2 separate regions of the Sus scrofa genome follow, and region 1 is linked to region 2. Evidence: chromatin contacts called from public HiChIP or PLAC-seq data. All regions are on one chromosome and are shown on one strand. The core of a region is the stretch at or near the end of the contact, and the rest is flanking DNA. Distances in the headings are between cores, read along the strand shown. Region 1 holds the start of FAM184B (protein FAM184B). Region 2 holds the start of LAP3 (cytosol aminopeptidase).

What was found. HiChIP or PLAC-seq counts read pairs in DNA pulled down with a chosen protein or histone mark.
Region 1: an H3K27ac HiChIP or PLAC-seq map of skeletal muscle shows a contact between it and region 2. The contact joins the promoter of FAM184B here to the promoter of LAP3 in region 2. A contact is called at or near these places in 1 of 5 promoter capture datasets (skeletal muscle), 18 of 47 Hi-C or Micro-C datasets (adipose tissue, alveolar macrophages, embryonic fibroblasts and 11 more) and 1 of 2 datasets of contacts at active chromatin or transcription factors (skeletal muscle).

The regions. Positions count from the first base shown.
Region 1 is chr8:12,740,131-12,742,890 of Sscrofa11.1, reverse strand. FAM184B (protein FAM184B) reads left to right here and starts at 1,409. Exons shown (of 18, transcript XM_005674541.3): 1 at 1,409-1,931. The coding sequence starts at 1,785.
Region 2 is chr8:12,588,920-12,591,760 of Sscrofa11.1, reverse strand. It overlaps LAP3 (cytosol aminopeptidase), which reads right to left and starts at 1,426. Exons shown (of 13, transcript XM_003356870.5): 1 at 1,156-1,426. The coding sequence starts at 1,257.

The DNA.
Region 1 (2,760 bases), core at 160-2,659, 150 kb before region 2:
CTTGAATTCCTGTGAAATGCAGTATGTATTAAGACCCTGTTGAAAATACTCTGAATATGCAATTTGGAATATTTACCATACAGGAAGCTCAGTTAAAATATGAATTCTGGACCCTCAACTCCAGAGATTGTGACTCAGGTGATCTAGGATAAGACCAAGAGTTTACATCGGGAGCGATTCTGATTCAGGCTTTTTGTTTTCACTAAATTGGGGAAAGGGGTAGTTGTCTTGCAGAGGGGAGCTTAAGACCACAAACTAGGAACCAAGACCCATGTCGGCTATGCCTATGTAGTGTAATGTATTGGGGCTAGAGTAAGGAAATTAGAATAGGGATAGCTCAGTTTCAGACACAACTCTGCTACCTGTAATTGCCTTATTGGTACACACCTGTATCTATCTGCTCATCTATAAAAATGGGTATTGTTACTTGCAGTGTGGAGGGAAGGGACTGTGGTTTCTGAGGCCTTTTGAAATTTGCCTGATTCATCAAGATTATTAAAACTCTTGATATAAAGCACTTTATAAAAGGAAATATAAGCAGTTGCTTATTATTTTGGTACTATCATTCACACTTTAGGAATTCTGATCAGGGTGTCTTCACTTTCCCCAAAGCCCACTGTTTGAAGCCAGAGAAAGCAAGCCATAAAGAAATTTGATCCACGAACCCCTCGACTCGCCGCATAGAAACACACAAGCTCATAATCCAAAGACTTGACAGGATTCTGGCTCCAGTCGGCCGGTAGCCAGGTGTGTGGGTGACTCACTTCACTTTCACTGGGATCGGTTTACTTAGACATTCAGCTCCATCTGTCACTCAACTACTCCTCCATTTCTCTGTTGCTTCCTCTTTTCCCACACCTGCCACCATCCTTTCTACCCCGTCTTTGATTTTTTTTTTCCCCTGTGCGCCTACACTTTACATTCCCTCACTATACGTTCTGCACTTTCTTATCCCAAATTTCGGTCACCAGCTCCCCGGCTGCCTTTTGGTAATCTCCAGCAAATCTCCTGCAACGTCCGGGTGCCTCCTTAATTTGGGAGAAAAGGGGCTCCTACCCTCAACCCAGGCCGGGGCCCAAAACATACGCCAGGGTCTCCGCTCCTCCACGCGTTCCAGCGACTCCCTTTCACCTCCCCGCCCCTCATCCCGCCCCCCACGTCCGCCCCCAGCGCGGAGCTCGGAAGCTCGGGAGTCGCTGGCTGTGTGCTCCCGTCAAGGTGCCCGGCCCCTCTCCACCAGTTCTCCCGCAGCACGTCGCCAGGGTCCCCCTGCGTATCAGGTTCCCCGGCCGCCCGAAGCTGAGGCCCGCTCTTCTTCCTCTTTGGCTCGGGATGCCCATCAAGGGCGGGGTTGGTAGCGGTTGAATCCGGAGCTGGGCGCCACCCACGTGTCCCAGAGCGCAGTGCCGGGCCAGCGCAAACCTTTCCAAGGCCAGCGGCTCCTTGTCGCGGAAGGTTATTGCAGGCGAAGCCCCGCTCGGGCTCCGGGAGCTGTGCGCGAAGCACCAGCGGCACGCGCGGGTCCCCGGCTCCTAGCCGCAGGGTGCGGGTGCCCGCCGACCCAGCAAGCGAGCGCTGGAGGAGGAAGGGTGGGCGCTCGGGCGGCGGGGAGGCGGATCCCGGGGGCAGCAAGGGCCACGCTGCGGTGCAGGCGGCGGGACTGCAGTGCATCTCTCCCAAGAAAGCCCACACGCTCACACGCCCGCGCGCGCAAGCACGTGCACACCGTGGGCAGCGAGAACACAAGCGCGCCAGAGCCCTTGAGTGCGGGACGCGTTTCAGCGATGGCTTCTGCCCTCAACAGCAAAATTCACGCGCCCGGGACTTGCCCGGGCTCCAAAGCCGATGCCTGCAGTGGCGCAGGCTGGAGAATGGATTGTGATCCCGAGATGCACGTGAAAATGTGCAAGAAGATTGCCCAGCTCACCAAGGTAAGCTGAGGCGCCGCGGGCAGGCTAGTTGCGTGCCCGGGGCGCCCGGGCTGGGAAGGGAGTGCGGACGCGCGGGAGGGAGGCCCAGGCCCAGTCTGAGCTGAAACTTTGTCTTGGAGACCTGGAAGAGAAGCGGTCTTAAATCTTGGTGACCTTCTGAAGGCACAGTCCTAAAGCAGCTGAGAGAGAGGATCCTCGCCAAGCTTGCGTGTGGAGCAGGTGGTCTGTGTTCCCAAGGTGGGACTGTGAATCGAGTGGAATCAGTGCTCTGTGTGTTTGTGTGTGTGTTCCTTTACCGGCTCTGCTCAAGTGATCCTGCCTGGAATGTTGTGATTTCATTCATCGCCGTACTTTACAGGTGGGGAGGAGGTCATGTGGGCTATTTAAACGCTTGATTCTTTTTATTCCTTCATTCAGCAAATATTTGAGTCCTTTGCTGAGTGCCAGCAGCTTGCGTGGCACCGTACTAAACCTGGAAGGTAGCCCAGGGGACTTACTATCAAACTGCACGGACGGCTTCTGGAGTATAAATGGGGAAGTGAACGATTCACCGTTTAATTACAGGATTACAAAGGACCTTGGGAGGTCAGCCAGCCCATCTCCCTACCTCATCCCAGGGCCCTGACTGAACCTCCAGAGACCGTGGTCTCTTCCTTATGAAGACCAGCAAGAAGATGCCACCCTGTCCTTTGTTAGTCCCCTGCAGCTTCCCAGTTAGGACTTCCTTGGGGCAGGTTCCCTTGTGTCTTGAGTGTAGCTGGAAAACAACATCCCTCTCTGTCTTTTTTTATACAAGGTCTCCAGTGTCTGAATTTAGCTGTTTGCCTTG
Region 2 (2,841 bases), core at 177-2,676:
ACTTAGACCAAATTGTGTCCTGTCTTTCCCATCAAAGAAAATAGGCTTCCTTGGCATTGGTAACCCTTTCAGGTTCTAACTTTCCTAAGCATGCCCACTGCCTGGGATTCCACTGCTGGGAACTAAGCAGATAGGAAACAGATGTTACCTGAGTAGGATGGAGTCCCACCGTTTCAGAAAGAGCAGGGGACAGGCATCTGGTCCCGACACCATCTGTGATTCCAGGGAGGCTGAACTCAAGTCCCACCCAGAACATTCCTTGCCAGGGACAGCCCTTCTGGTCCTCAAGCCTAACTCCCACGCCTGTGCTCCCCATGCCCCCAGCCATTCCTATTTTTCAGCTCCCCCAAGGCCAGGGAGTAACCTTCTTCACAGTGCTCTGGAGCTCAATTTCAGGTGGAGAAGGCAATCTGCAGGACACTCTATCTCTCCTTTTTTTTTTTTTTTTTTTTTTGGCGCGCCCGGGGTATGCGGAAGTTCCTTAGCCAAGAACTGACCCTCACGGACTGGAGCCTCCGCAGCAGCAGTGACAAAGCAGGGTCCTTAACCCATTAAGTCACCGGGTAGCTCCTAGGGCACTCTCCTTTTAATTTTAGCAAGATAAAGGGTCTCTCCTTTTTTCTAAAGAGACGTTGTTTTTCTCTAGAAACCTTCCAGGCAGTTTACTCCCGAAGGACCTGTGTTTTCCTAGCCTTCAACTGCAGCGAGGGAGGGAGGTCTTGGTGTGGAGCCCGGGGACTCTGAAACCCCAGAGAACATTTCACCTCACCAAACCTGAGCATCCTCCTAGCTAAGGTGGGAACGATCCTGGCAACATCCTTCTCTGGGTTACTGAGACTAAACGAAATAATGAAATAAGGGGAAACGGTAGCTACGGCTAAAATTTTCCTCCCGCGCAGAGTTCTGGTCCTAGCACTTCCAAGCCCATCCTCGCTACAAAGCCGACTGGCGAATGCTGGAGGGATCGGCAGCCCTCCGCAGCCTGCTGCCAAAGCCGAGATTGGAAACTGGAAACGGCAGGGAACTTTTCTTTTTAGCCAATGTTTGCAACTTGGCTCAGAAGACCGGACACCGCGGCCTTGACCCGCCCCGGAGTCCCGGTCGCCCGCCGGCAGGGCTCTCGCCGCGTCCCGAGGGAGAACCGCGGCCTCTCACCTTCGTCATGTTTGCAGCGTCTGGACCGGGTCCCCAGAAACGCCTCACGCTCAGCTGTCGGACGGCGACTCGCGCAGCAGCCGGAAGAGGCAGCAAGAACATCTTTTCGGCTCGGCCCCCCGCACCGCCCTCCAACGAGCACGTGGCGCATGGAGAGCGGGCGCGCTCCTAGGAGCCCCGCTTTCGGGGGCCGCGGGCGCGCGCCTCGGGGGCGGGGCAGGTGCCGGGGGCGTGCCAGGCTTGAGCCAGGGGCGGGGCGATTGGCTCTCCGTCGGTGAGGGGGAGGGCGGGCTCCAGCACAGCGGAGCGTTCTTGCGCTTGGGAGGCGGGGCGGGTGCCCAGGGGGCGGGGCGGGCGGCGGCGCTGAACAGGGCGGTTCTGGGAAAGCTGTGAAACTTCGGCGGCCGCCGCCGCTTGCACTTGCGGACGGAGGCGAAGGGGCGGGGCTCTCGGAGGAGCGCACTAGAGAGGGGCGGAGTCGCGGTTGTGCGGCACCTGGAGGGGTGGGGGTGGAGGCGCTGCTGCCGGGAGGTGGAGGTCGCAAGCAGACTTATTGCAGAGGTTTGAGTAAGGAAGACCCTCTCGCTGAGTTATTTTTGTTACTGTCTCTTTTTGTTTGTTGGTTTTTTGGTTTTTGCCATTTCTTGGGCCGCTCTCGCGGCATGTGGAGGTTCCCAGGCTAGGGTCCAATCGGAGCTGTACCCACCGGCCTACGCCAGAGCCACAGCAACTCGGGATCCGAGCCGCGTCTACAACCTACACCACAGCTCACGGCAACGCCGGATCCTTAACCCACTGAGCAAGGCCAGGGATCGAACCTGCAACCTCATGGTTCCTAGTCAGATTCCTTAACCACTGTGCCACCACGGGAACTCCTACTGTCTCTTTTTTTGAACTTCCATTTGGTGCAGGGGTTCAACATTGTAAGACAGTTAACCCAAATACTGTTTTTGAATTGAGAAGCTTTGCCGGTAGAGCTGAATGTTTAAAAATGTATTTGTAAAAGGAGTTTTACATTTTTTATTGTAAAAACAACAACACGGTTGAATGGAACTCCTAGAACATAATGAAGCACAAAGAAGGATATGAAATGTTACACCAGTGTCTGATCCCGGTTTTAGCTGGGTCTTTGCTTTTAGCTCGGGGCGCGGGGTGGACGAGGTCCACCAACTGAAGTGTGTACCTTCCTGGTCTGGGGAGGGAGGTTGGAGAGAATGTCTATTTCACTGTCTAAGGGCTAGACACAACAGAGATATGACTGTCCATTCTTTTTTTAAAAATTCATGCAAAGTTGATTAACAATGTTGTGTTTCAGGTGTACCGCAAAGTAATCCAGTCACACACACACAAACACACACACACACGTAAAATTTTGAATACAGTTCCTTGTGCTATACAGCAAATCTTTGTTGGTTATGATTGACTGCTTTGGAATGCAAGATTTTGTCATCCACAACCCCTAAGTTTATATAAAGTGTTTACTATGTTTTCTGTTCGAAAGTATGGGGTACAACAGAATTTAAAGTATCCCTGGCCTCAGAATTCCCATCGTGGCACAGCAGAAACTAATCCAACAAGGAACCATGAGGTTGTGGGTTCAATCCCTGGCCTTGTTCAGTGGGTTAAGGATCCAGCATTGCCATGAGCTGTGCTGTAGGTCGCAGGTGCAGCTCGGATCCTGCGTTG